Linked DNA regions of Gossypium hirsutum: region 2 is linked to region 1. A link is a contact called in public Hi-C data. All regions are on one chromosome and are shown on one strand. The core of a region is the stretch at or near the end of the contact, and the rest is flanking DNA. Distances in the headings are between cores, read along the strand shown.

What was found. A called contact is a pair of places that touch in the nucleus more often than the background predicts.
Region 2: a contact with region 1 is called in a Hi-C map of leaf, with 5 times the contacts expected there. The contact joins the promoter of LOC121207724 here to the promoter of LOC121207720 in region 1. A contact is called at or near these places in 18 of 34 Hi-C or Micro-C datasets (anther, callus, fibers and 4 more).

What each region holds. Positions count from the first base shown.
Region 1 is chrA10:111,378,932-111,384,983 of Gossypium_hirsutum_v2.1, forward strand. It overlaps LOC121207720 (GATA transcription factor 8), which reads left to right and starts at 3,424. Exons shown (of 4, transcript XM_041078089.1): 1 at 3,424-3,579; 2 at 4,045-4,126; 3 at 4,546-4,829; 4 at 5,158-6,052. The coding sequence starts at 4,590. The coding sequence ends at 5,931.
Region 2 is chrA10:111,518,361-111,524,412 of Gossypium_hirsutum_v2.1, forward strand. It overlaps LOC121207724 (phosphomannomutase/phosphoglucomutase), which reads left to right and starts at 2,877. Exons shown (of 17, transcript XM_041078093.1): 1 at 2,877-3,028; 2 at 4,232-4,298; 3 at 4,799-4,982; 4 at 5,445-5,497; 5 at 6,016-6,052. The coding sequence starts at 3,022.

The sequences.
Region 1 (6,052 bases), core at 2,174-4,673:
CTCTTTTTATTAACCTTTTAATAATATCTAATTAAAAAATCAAAACTTTTTTCTTTTTTTTTTTACCCAAAAAAATCTTTTTAAAATATGTTTAATCCTAAATTTAGTATCCTTTATTTGATGGTAATGCCACTTTCCAATTTTGAACAACCTGTGGTTCCCATCCATAGAGTGGGGGAAACATGGGAGGAAATAATAAAAAAATTAATTTACATTAGGTGTCGTAGGGTAACATTGAAAAAAAAAAAAGAAGGAAATATTTCACATTTGCCAATATTACATGTAATTATACTTTGAAAAAAAAGGTTTAATTTTAAATTTAGCTCTTTGCATTTCATCTGTTGTCAATTTAGCCCTTAATCTTTTATAGAGAAAAAGTTGAAGTTGAAGTAAAATAAATGTAGTAAAAGAATAGAAAAATAAAAAATAAAAAAAAGGCAAAAAGTAAAATTATTTTGTAAGAATGCCCCGAATTCTATTAAAATTTTTCCTTCTTTCTTCCTCTACTAAAAGGAGAGACTATAATTAATAGTTAGTGGAAGGGGACCCAAAATCATTGTCCAAAAATCATAACTTTATAAATACATTAAATTATACAGTCAAGATTTTACAAGGTGCCTTGATGAATGTATTCAATTACAGACCTCTAATTAATTTCTCATCATTTATTTTTATTTTAAAAAAATAAATAAATATTTTTCATGTTTGTTTGATGAATTATAAAAATTAATTTTTTTAAGTTTATGATTTTCCCTTCTAATTATGTTATTTTTAAAATTCAAATTTAAATCAATATTTTGAAATTGTAATGTCATTCAATACTCAAATTATTTTAAAAGATGTAATTTGAAAATTAAAAAGAAATTAACTGAAAATTTTAATTAAAATTAACAATGAAATCTACTTTTATCAATTAAATCACAAATAAAGTAACAAAAAAATTGTGCTTATATTCTCAATTAACACTAATTCTAAATTCGATTATTGAAAGAAAAAGAAAACACAAACTAAAGAATTTGAGTTTTTCCATGTCATGAATGAAACCCTTTTTCCCCACTTTTTATTAAATTTATTTAAAATTTTATCGAAATTTAAACACCTTACAATGGGAGGCATTTATGATAATAATAAGTTGTTCCATCCCACTTCAAAATTTAGTGGTCAATATCGAATACCAAAAAAATGTGGGATATATCTGAAAACAACTCATTGATATATAAATTAAAAGTAAAAATGTGTCTCTATTATTATACTCAGAAATAAAAAATAAATAAATTCATGATTGGTCTAAATTTATGGAACCAAAGGTGCATCTCAACGTGTTTTGAAAAGCTAAAGAAAAATGGTGAGTTAGTACGATGATTAGGATATTTACTATTTTAATTGTGGTTTGGGTTTAAGTTACGTTAATTATGTTATTGTTAAGTTTTTATTCTTTTCTTATAATTCACTTAAAAAAAGTTAAAAAAATGATTAAGTCAACTCTTTATTATTTAATCCCCATGAAAATAAATTTGTTGCAATTAATAAAATTTAATAAAATGGAATTCTATGCAATCACTTCAATCAATTTTTATTTATTGTAGTAGATTTATCAGCACACACGCATTACAATTACGTTATTAACTAAAACTAATTACTTATTGGAAGACAATATTAAATTGTTCATAAAAAAATTAATTAGTATCAAATGAACAAATAACTTTAATGCAACATCATTTATTATTAATTATTATACTTTATACAAGTGAAGCTTCTATTTTGAGAATAATTAGATTTTTTTAAAAATTTACATGCAATACTACTTTCAAGAGCCACCAAGTAAAAGAACAAAAAATTAGAAATATGCAAGATTATATTTTTCAAAGAAAAGGATTTAAGTTCAATAATTTTAATTTGCGAATTGCTAACTATTAATTATATTAGAACAAATTTTCCTAAAATTCGAAAAATAAAACCCTTTTTTAACTTAAAAGTCTTGAGAGATTTTTAGATACTTTTAAGAGAAATTTGTAAAGTATCACTCACTTAAAGTCGAAAAACCCTTCAGTAAAATCGTTATTGTCCTCCAATTGGGAATTGTTTCTCAACTCTATTAAAATCTTATTCGGTTTTATAGAGTGATTTTATCAATGATGTAAGAGCCTAAAGATGCATCTTACTCATAAAGTGGAAGCATCTTGTTTGATGCCTGAACAAACTGAGCCATGCACAATTGTGCACGGTTGAACTCAAACCCATGCACTATAACTAGCTCAAACAACAATTAACGTCTTATAAGCTACATGGCATGAGTTCACAATGGTGGGCACAGTTTGCCTATTCAAACACTTAGTGAGATATTTTTTATTTACTAAACTCGCTACTTCTTCAAATTCTCGATAAAATTACTTTGCTAAGTTATTCAAGTTCTCAATAGAGTCAATAAACAAAACTTGCATAGGAAACAATAATAGATTTGTTGAAATTCGGCCAAATTCAAACGAACGACACTTCTCCAAAAGAAGTAGCAAATCCATAAAAAATAATTATTTTAGCAAAAATAAAAAGAATATAAAATATCCAATTAATTTACTTGGTTTTAAAAAAATCTTGGGTATATATAAAAACCGCGTTAGGTTAATTGACAAAAGAGAAAATAAAAGTTGTATTTTTATGGGAAATAGGTGGCAAATCTAATCCACACGGGAATTTTAAACTCCAAGTAAAACAAACCCCACGCGCAGTTTTCTATTTCCACGTCAACAGTCCCAATGATAATTTGCCACGCAAGCCAAATTCGGTGTACTTCCATTCAAGTCTTATTTACACGCGCTACTTGTTTCTTTTGACTTAGGGTAGTTAAAAAATTAAGGGGTAAATTAAGTTGGTCGTTTCTTCACATGTAATAATAATGGTAATTAATTCTGAAATTTACTTCAAAGTTTATTATAATTAAATTTAATAATCAAATATCGATCGAGTCTTAATTCGATTAGTATAAATATTATTATTAATATAAGAGGATGTAGATTCAAATATGTTGAAGCGTATTTTTTACTAATAATTTATTAAATACTATCCTATTATAAAATATATATAATTAACTATTTTTCTTAAATTCATGAAATATAAATATTTTAGGTAAACTTATGATTCTTAATTCACTCATGAAACTAAAACTCAAAACCTTTCTTATGATTGTACTAACAAAACGAACTCGTAATTAAATATGTAAATAGTGCTCTAATAAAGTTCACGTTTTTGCCTCCATTTTATTCAAACAAATTATTTTTTAAAATTTTGTAAAAAACCCCAAAATTTGATTTTTTTTTCTTGATATCTTTTAATTTTTAATTGAAAACCTTGGGTGGAAAAAAATTGAAAATCTAGAAAAAAAAAAAGGATGGGACCCAAAAGGAGTAATAAAAAGAGAGAGAAGCCTTGAAGATGAAGACATAAAGAAGAGTAAAAGACAGCTAGCAATGAAGGAAAGGATGCTGAGTGCTGACCTACCATAAATCCTCCCTTCCCTCTCCTTTTTATCCTTTGTTTCCCTTTCTCTCTCCCCTTCAATTTTCCTCTCTTTCTTCTTCAAAGGTATTATTTTCTCTCCTCATTGCCTTTGCTCACACTATTACTCATTTACATGACTGATTTTGGACCAATATGAAGTTGGGTTTTTGGAACTTGTTTCATTGGAGTTGAAAGTTTTGATCTTTTTGAACGTTGGGTTTCTCAATGAGTTCTTGTTTTGGTGGGAAATTGGGAATTTTTTGAATTCTTTTTAGCTCCCAGTTTAACATTTTCAGTGAGTTTTGTTGGTTTTTAAAATTGGGTTTGTTGTTACATTGGAAATTTTAGTGTCGGCAGGGAGTATGGTGTTCAATTATGGGTCCAAAAATCATTTCTTTTTCCATGAATGATACCCTGTTTGGTAGCTGAGAAAACAGAGGAATTGAAACTGAATTTTTGAGAAGTGGTTTTCATTAGCTCAAAAAGTTTATTTCAGCTAGCATTGTAGTCTTTTATGTGCTAACAATTTCACTTTTTTTTTGGTTGCAGGTTTCTCGAACAATTCTCTTCATTTTCCGGGAAAATTATCTCCTGTTTCCCCAGAAAAGTTTTGCTCACTTAGTAACGAAAGGTTTGCTTCATAATCCCTCCATTTTTTTGTTCACTTTTGAAAATAGAATTTTAAAAATCAATAATCCTCCCACCACCTTAAAAAAAAAAAATTTTAGCTAGCATTGGACCACCTTGCACTAACTTAGAAAATTTTAATTTTTACTTCACCTTCCATTTGAGCAAATAAAATAAAAAATTTTGGAACATAAAAACAAATTTGTATTAAAAAAAAATCTCAAATACTTCCAAATTTCAATTCAAAATTGCTCAAATTTGAAATTTCAATTTTCAAAATTGTATTTTTCAAAAAAATTCATATGCTAACATGCGCCACACGGCTCAATCATTTTAGCAGTGCCCGCTTTTCAATAAAGAGAGACATTCACATGCAAAATTAACATTATTAATAATAAATTTTACATTTTCTTTTCTTGACAGGTTTATAAATTTCTTAAGAGAGAAATTATTAACATAAAGAAACCATGATTGGACCAACCAACTTCATCGACGAGATAGATTGCGGCAGCTTCTTCGACCACATAGACGATCTCCTCGACTTCCCTAACGAGGATGTCGAAGCTGGTTTCTCCGCCGCTGATTCCGCCATCAACGCCGCCGCTTTTCCCAGCATTTGGACTGCTCACTCCGAGTCATTCCCGGGTTCTGACTCAGTTTTTTCCAACAACAGCGCTTCCGACCTCTCCGCCGAACTCTCTGTTCCAGTTAGTGTCTTAAAGTCCATATCACCCAAGATTAAAGTTTAGATTTTTTTTGAAAAAATATTATTTTTATGATATCTGATTGTCGGCTACATTGGTCGAAAAAAAGTGGAATACAGCCAACAGTTTTGCATTATTTGAAGGCATAATTATTGCTTCGGTTATGTAAGTCACATGATTTGTCATGTGATTAGTTATGCATGCCTTTGTTGGAAAATATAATGTTTATGTGTTGTGGGGTCCACTTAATTGGTACTTAAATAATACTTTTTTGGACAAATATTTTTAATTTAATTTAATTTTCGTCCATTATTTTTGATTGATTTTGCAGTATGAAGACATCGTTCAATTGGAGTGGTTGTCAAACTTTGTTGAAGATTCAAATTGTGGAGCAAGCTTGACAATTAAGAAACAAGAGCCTAATTCAAACAATAAGGACTCACCATCCCATCATGATCATGATCACCATCAATTCCAGACATCCAGTCCGGTTTCGGTCCTCGAAAGCAGCAGCTCTTACTCCGGCGAGAAACCGGTTGCCGCCCCCGGGAAGTGCGGACGTGCGCGTAGCAAACGTCCCCGTCCCGCTACTTTCAACCCTCGTTCAGCGATTCAGCTTATCTCCCCGTCTTCGTCCGTCAATGACAACGACGTTCCTCAGTCGTTGTTTGTCCCCAAGGTGCCATCCGACTCCGAGAACCACGCTGAGTCTCGGCTTCTGATCAAGTTGCCACGACAAGTTAACCCGGAACACAAGAAGAAAAAGAAGATCAAGTTGACACTCCCAGCACCACCACCACCACCTACTGATAACAACACTACTCAAAATCCATCTGTTAGGAAATGCATGCATTGTGAGATAACAAAGACACCTCAATGGAGGGCAGGACCAATGGGACCGAAAACCCTTTGCAATGCATGCGGAGTCCGGTATAAATCCGGCAGGCTCTTTCCCGAGTACCGACCGGCGGCGAGTCCGACGTTTATCCCGTCGGTGCACTCGAATTCTCATAAGAAAGTGCTGGAAATGAGAACCAAATGTGGGACAGCTGATGCACCAGAAATGATCCCAAATAAAAGCAACCCAGCACTAGATTACATATGAAGGGAGGGCTTTGGAGAATTTTGGAACCCTAATGTTGATGGGGTTAAAACTTTCACAATGTTTCCCCCATCCCAATCTCTTTTAATCTTTTTTTATGTGTTTATTTTTGTTATTGTTATTT
Region 2 (6,052 bases), core at 1,627-4,126, 140 kb after region 1:
ATTTGTTCCTTCTTCTAGTTTATTTTTTTTGGTAAAAGCACCTTTCGATATTGAAAAAAATTGATATCTCTAAAAAAAATATATACTATTTGTAGGTACTTTAAACAATAAATTATACTATTTGTAGGCACTTTAGGTTTTTATTTAAAATAAAAAATATGCATCTTTGAACTTATATTTCATATGCTATTATTAATTAGTTTTAAATTATACATTTCATTATTTATTATATGTTATTTTTAAACATAAATTCGTATTCTAAATACATGATTTTCATACGCATATATGTGTGATAGAGTTTTTAGTAATTCATAATACTTTAAAAAGAATAGTATAATACATTAATTCAAAAAATAGTAATGGGCTCCAAATTTTTTTTAAAAAAATTTAAATCCAGTACTCTAATTTTTAAAGGAGGCTTAAAATCTATTTTATAGGTCGATGGTTAAATTGATTAAACTAATCTATTAGATTTAAATTAAATAAATATTAAAAATTTGAAAAGAAAATTGTTAAAAACTTATAAAATCTATTTCAATTAATTTAGCCTTTGGTTCAATTAATTTTTTAAATCTTGTTCAATTAATTAATATTGATTCTTGAATCAACTGAATTTTATTAGTTTTTAGGTTTTGCTCATTTGTCTTTTTCTTTTTAAAAAGGAAAAATATTTTTATATAAAAAAATTAATTATCTAAAGGATATTTTTGGTAGAGAAAAGACAGAAAAAAGAGGGGGACAAATTGTTTTTATGTTAGAATTAATTTGGATATTCCATGGAATAAGAGATATTTTATATATCATATAAAAGGAGTTACATAAAGAGATATTATTTAGCACCCTTCTAGGAGAATTTTTTTTTTCTTTCACAAGGTTATATATATAATTAAAATTTAAAAAATATTTTTTTATATTTCACAAATAATATACTCTGCCACATAAAATTATATAAATAAATAGTGATATCTTTTTGTAAGAAAATATTAATTTCTCTATTTATTTTTATTTTTTATTCATTCTTCTAATTTTTTTAAGAATGAATTTAATTAGTTTTAAAATGCTTTTCTATTTACAAGCATAATAAGTTTTAGGGATAATGTGAATTTTGGTTTTTGAATTTGATAATTATGTTCACTTTAGTACTCATATATTTTTTTGTTCTTAGTACTCATACATTTTTTTGTTCAATTTGATCCTTGAAACATTTGATCCCTAAATGTGGAATCTATGGAGATTTGATGATGTGACCAATACTATTGGAACAAGACTGGATTAGATGGACTGAGAACTGATTGATATAATGGTCCGAATACATGGGTTGAAAAGATTGACTCAAGAAATACTTGAAATTGGTAAAAATCAAAAATTGGGATAGAAATTGACAATTGAACAGGTTGGACTGGTTTAATAGTTTTTTTATTTTTATGAAAAATTAATTAATTATTTAATTTGTTGATCCGGTGGTCAAGTTGATCAAATTGGTTAATCAAGCATCGATAGTCTAACCCGTTCAACCACTGATTCGGTTATTAAAACATTGAATGTGACACTATGAGTTTGTACCACGTCATCACCTGAAAACTTTTATAAATTTTTTATTTTTCAAGTGATGATGTGACACAATCTTAAAGTGTCACATTATCGAACTTTTATATTATTCAAGTCCAAGAACCAAAATGAATCTAATTGTCAAGTTAAAGTGTGAAAATGGACCAAAAAAAGTATAATACCAAAATGAATTTAATTAACAAGTTCAAGTGCGAAAAATTATATTATCCCTAAATATATTCTAAACTTAAATATGTTCTAAATATTTTAAGCTTATTTTTAATCAATTATTTAATAAATTTAAAATAAATGAATTACTATTAAGCACAATAAAAAAACTGATTATGATCCATGAGATTTTATTGAAAATAAATTTATTTTTAATTAAAAACATATTATTTAATAATATAAGGATTCCATTAATCATTAAAAAATTACTTTTGGTATTAAAAAAATAATTCTTTAATTTACGTGTTGTTTGATAAATTAAAAAATAAAGTGTTAAAAAGAATAAATATTAAAAATTTAAGTGCTAAAAAAATAAATATTGAATTTAAGTTATAAAATTATTTAATATATTACTTCAAATTATTACGAAATCTAATTATATTTTTTAAAAAATTTAAATTTAAATTTAAATTATTAAAAATTCTACGTTTTAACTTTAATTTTTAAATATTTCTCTTTATTCTAAATAAAAAATTAAATTTTAAATGTAAATTTTTATAAGATAATATAATATTAAATTAAATTAATTAAAAATATTTTCTATTAAGTAATAAATATTTAATTATTATTTTTCACATTTTTTATAGAATTTCATAAGATTGTTTTTATTTTGGATTATTAAACATGTGTAAAAAGGTTAAATTATTTTCAATGGATTTAATTTTTTCAATGGTTTATCAAACAAGGCCTTAATTTCTTTATAAAAAAAATTAAAATCTTGGTAATTAACTTAGCGTTAATACATTATTTGGTACTTGAATTTGAATTTAATGTATAATATGATACTTGAGTTTTTTGTCCTAATGAGTACTAGAGTTTAGCTTCAATGTTCATTTTGGTACCCGAACTTTTTCAATTTGATACTTAAGCTTTTTTGTTCCAGTTAAATACCTTTATTCTTTTACTAAAGTACATGTGTCAAACATCTATTAGGTTATTTGGTCTGAGTACCGAATTGAATATTGAATCCAAACTTAGGTACTAAATTGAGATAAAAAAATTTTAAGTACTAAATTGAATATTAAAGACAATCTTAAGTACTATATAGTATATTAACTTATTGTATTCACCAGGGGTAAACTGTCCAATGCGTTTAAAAATATAAAATTCGGCAGGCATCTGGCAGCTTCTGAGATTACCCAGCTACTCTTTCTTTCCTCAGCACCCCCAATTTTTGTTTCACTTCCTCTTTTTCTCAGCCCATTGATTTTATTCTCTTTCTGATCAAACCTTCCACCTCTTCAAATGGCAGGTAAAAAGTTTTCAATTTTTCATTCATTTTCCCTCTTATTTTAACACAAAAGCTCTCTTCTTTTGGTTAATTACATATCTCTTGATTAATAATTTTTTATGGGAATTTGATGCTATCTTGTTATTTGAGTAAATATGGATGAACCCTTGTTAGTTTATGCCTTATATCTTACATTTGTTTAGTCATTGAATTAATCTTTACTATGTTTCTGAAATTTGGGTTTGATTAAAATATTCAACTTTTTTTTAAATTTGGATTTGTTGTTGATAATTATTAATGAATTATAATTGAGTTCCTGCTTCTGATTTGCTTAATAGTTAAATAAGTTCAATAGTGATGGCTGGTTTGTGATTCTTGCTTTTGCCTAAGTTCCCCTTTTTTTATACTTGCTTAGAGGCCGCCACATTTCTTCTTCTTGTCTTTTTTTTTTATTCTCCCATTTATTGGGGTGGGCTGTTAAAAGAATATGAACTTTTAAGTGAATAAAAAAAAATGAATAGAAAAAAGAATGGATACACTAACAGGAATGAAAATTTTGATTTTATTGAATAATAATAGTTAATGATGAGGTTAACTAAATACTAAAGCAAGTTAAAGGAACACAGTTGGTGAAAATTATGGGTTCTGATTGGAGTTGAAGATTGATAATGATGTAGATGACTCTGAGCTATTAATGAAGAGTTTACCCTTGTGTAAATCTGATAAAATTGCAAATTTCATGCAGCATTGTCAGGGAAGGTTGTTCAAAATGTTTTTATTGCACAGTTCTACCAACAGAATAGGCAGTTCGGGACCCAATATCAAAGGGACATTTGTGTCCCTTATATGCGCGCCTTGCCTCCTTTTCATGGAGGGAAGTTAGCATGGACTAGCAACTCCTCCATGCAAATGCGCAAACTACTGAAATATCAGAATGGTTTTGTTAACCGAAGAACTTTTTACTGCAACGGTCCGTTCAAGTCTCTCTATTTGGTTCATATCAAATACAACAATATGTGTGTTAAATGAAATAAAAGACTAAATTTCTTTTTGTTGTCACCATTCATCGGATTGGCATTGTATTTATCTTTTTGGTTATCAGGGTAGATTCCATTTGTAGGATGTTATAACAACTTTGAAATTTTCTCTTTGTATGGTCCATTGAAATTTAAAAGATATCTATCTTCTGAAGTGTTGTATTTTCCTTTGAAACTTTTACTGCAGCTGCTTCATCTGCTACTGCAATACCATCTCTGGACAAAGTCGATTTTCTGAAGCTTCAGAATGGCAGGTGAGAAGTCCATCCATTGCACCATGCATTTAAACTTATAACTTTCTTAATTTATATTTTAGCATGACTGTTCCTCAACAAGTAGTCCGCATATATTATATTCTTCTCTCCTTGGATTATCTGATCTTAACTGCATTTCAAGTCTATTACTCATGTCTTTTGGATTAATTTTAAAACAAATTTTCTGTGGCTTTTGATCCTATTGAATGGTGGCTGTGTATCCTGTTTATTAACAGTTTAGCAGTAGGATGTATAAGATGACCTGATAGGATAAATTCCTGGTGGACTTGTTATGATATACATACTTTATCCACTGGTCCTAACAGTACAAGTAAGCTTTCTCTTTTTAGGCAGTGCTGCCACTTTAGTTTACAGGTCTTTAGTATTGTAATGGAACCAAAATGCCTTTTTATTGTTTTTATTGTTTTTAATTTTTTTTAACTGTTTTTCTATGGTGATCAAGGATTGCTTCTTCATTCATTCCCTTAATGATCATACAGTGATATTAGAGGTGTGGCTGTTTCTGGTGTTGAGGGAGAACCTGTGAGCCTTACTGAGCCAGTTACAGAAGCAATAGCTGCTGGTTTTGCTGCATGGTTGTTAGATAAGAAAAAGGTTGATGCATCTCGAAAGTTGAGAGTTTCCATTGGTCATGATTCTCGTATATCTGCACAGAAATTACAGGTATTTCCCTTACCTTAGTATTCAGTGTAATGTAGTGTAATAGTTTATATGAATCTTATCCGCCTGCTATCTGTAGATTTTACATTGTTCCTGTTTGAAAAGTATTTTTCAAGTCGTGGGAACTTCTTATTGTTACTTCTATCATCAACCATGACATATGTGGTAACCCTTGCCTATTTAGTATGATGCTACTTATAGTTGAACTCTGTGGCAAAGCTTTCGCATATAACTTTGATAGTTATTTTCAAATTTTATATATAAAGAGTAAGAAACAAAAATTTCAGTTTCATTGGGGATAGTATTTACATTTCTCAGGGCCAGTTCTATGCAAAAATGTGTAATCTGATTTAATAAATATTCAAAAACAGGGAGTGTATGAATGCTCTTTTTGACTTATATTACTAGAATCATTAATGCTACAGAAAATTTTGTGCCTTTGAACAAATTTGTTTGGCTTTTCAGGATGCTGTTTCTCGAGGCATTGCTAGTGCAGGACTTGATGTTGTTCAATATGGGTGAGTTACAGTGTTCTATTTTAATGTTAATCTAATAATTGGATGACATAAATACTTAACGGTCTGTCATGGAATGGTTAATGGGTCTAAGCATGTGTAATCCAGTTTGAAATTACAAGTCTCAACCAAGTTCTAGGGTTGGAGATTTAGATTCTTGATTTCTTGTTGGAGACAGGCAGGATTTATGACATGTTCAAAGTGAACAGTTTACCTGAACTTTTTAAGCTTGTCTTAAATTGTAGTTTTAGGATGAGAAAAGTAATTCCGGTCAGCTTCTCTACTAGCTGTCTGAGCTTGTTTTGGTTTCAATGTAGAGTATTTGGCAACCTATTTTGAGGTCAAACAAATCAAACTATGGCTATAATTCAGGTGCTTCCTTTCTGAATACATGCAAGCAGTTTTATCGATTGATGTAGTTCGTAGTTTATAGTTTTTCTATTAACTATTATGAACTCTAGAACTAGTCTTAGTGAGTATATTATTGAGAATTAATTCATGTCTTTTTTTCCTTTTTGCAGTTTAGCATCTACACCGGCAATGTTTAATAGTACACTT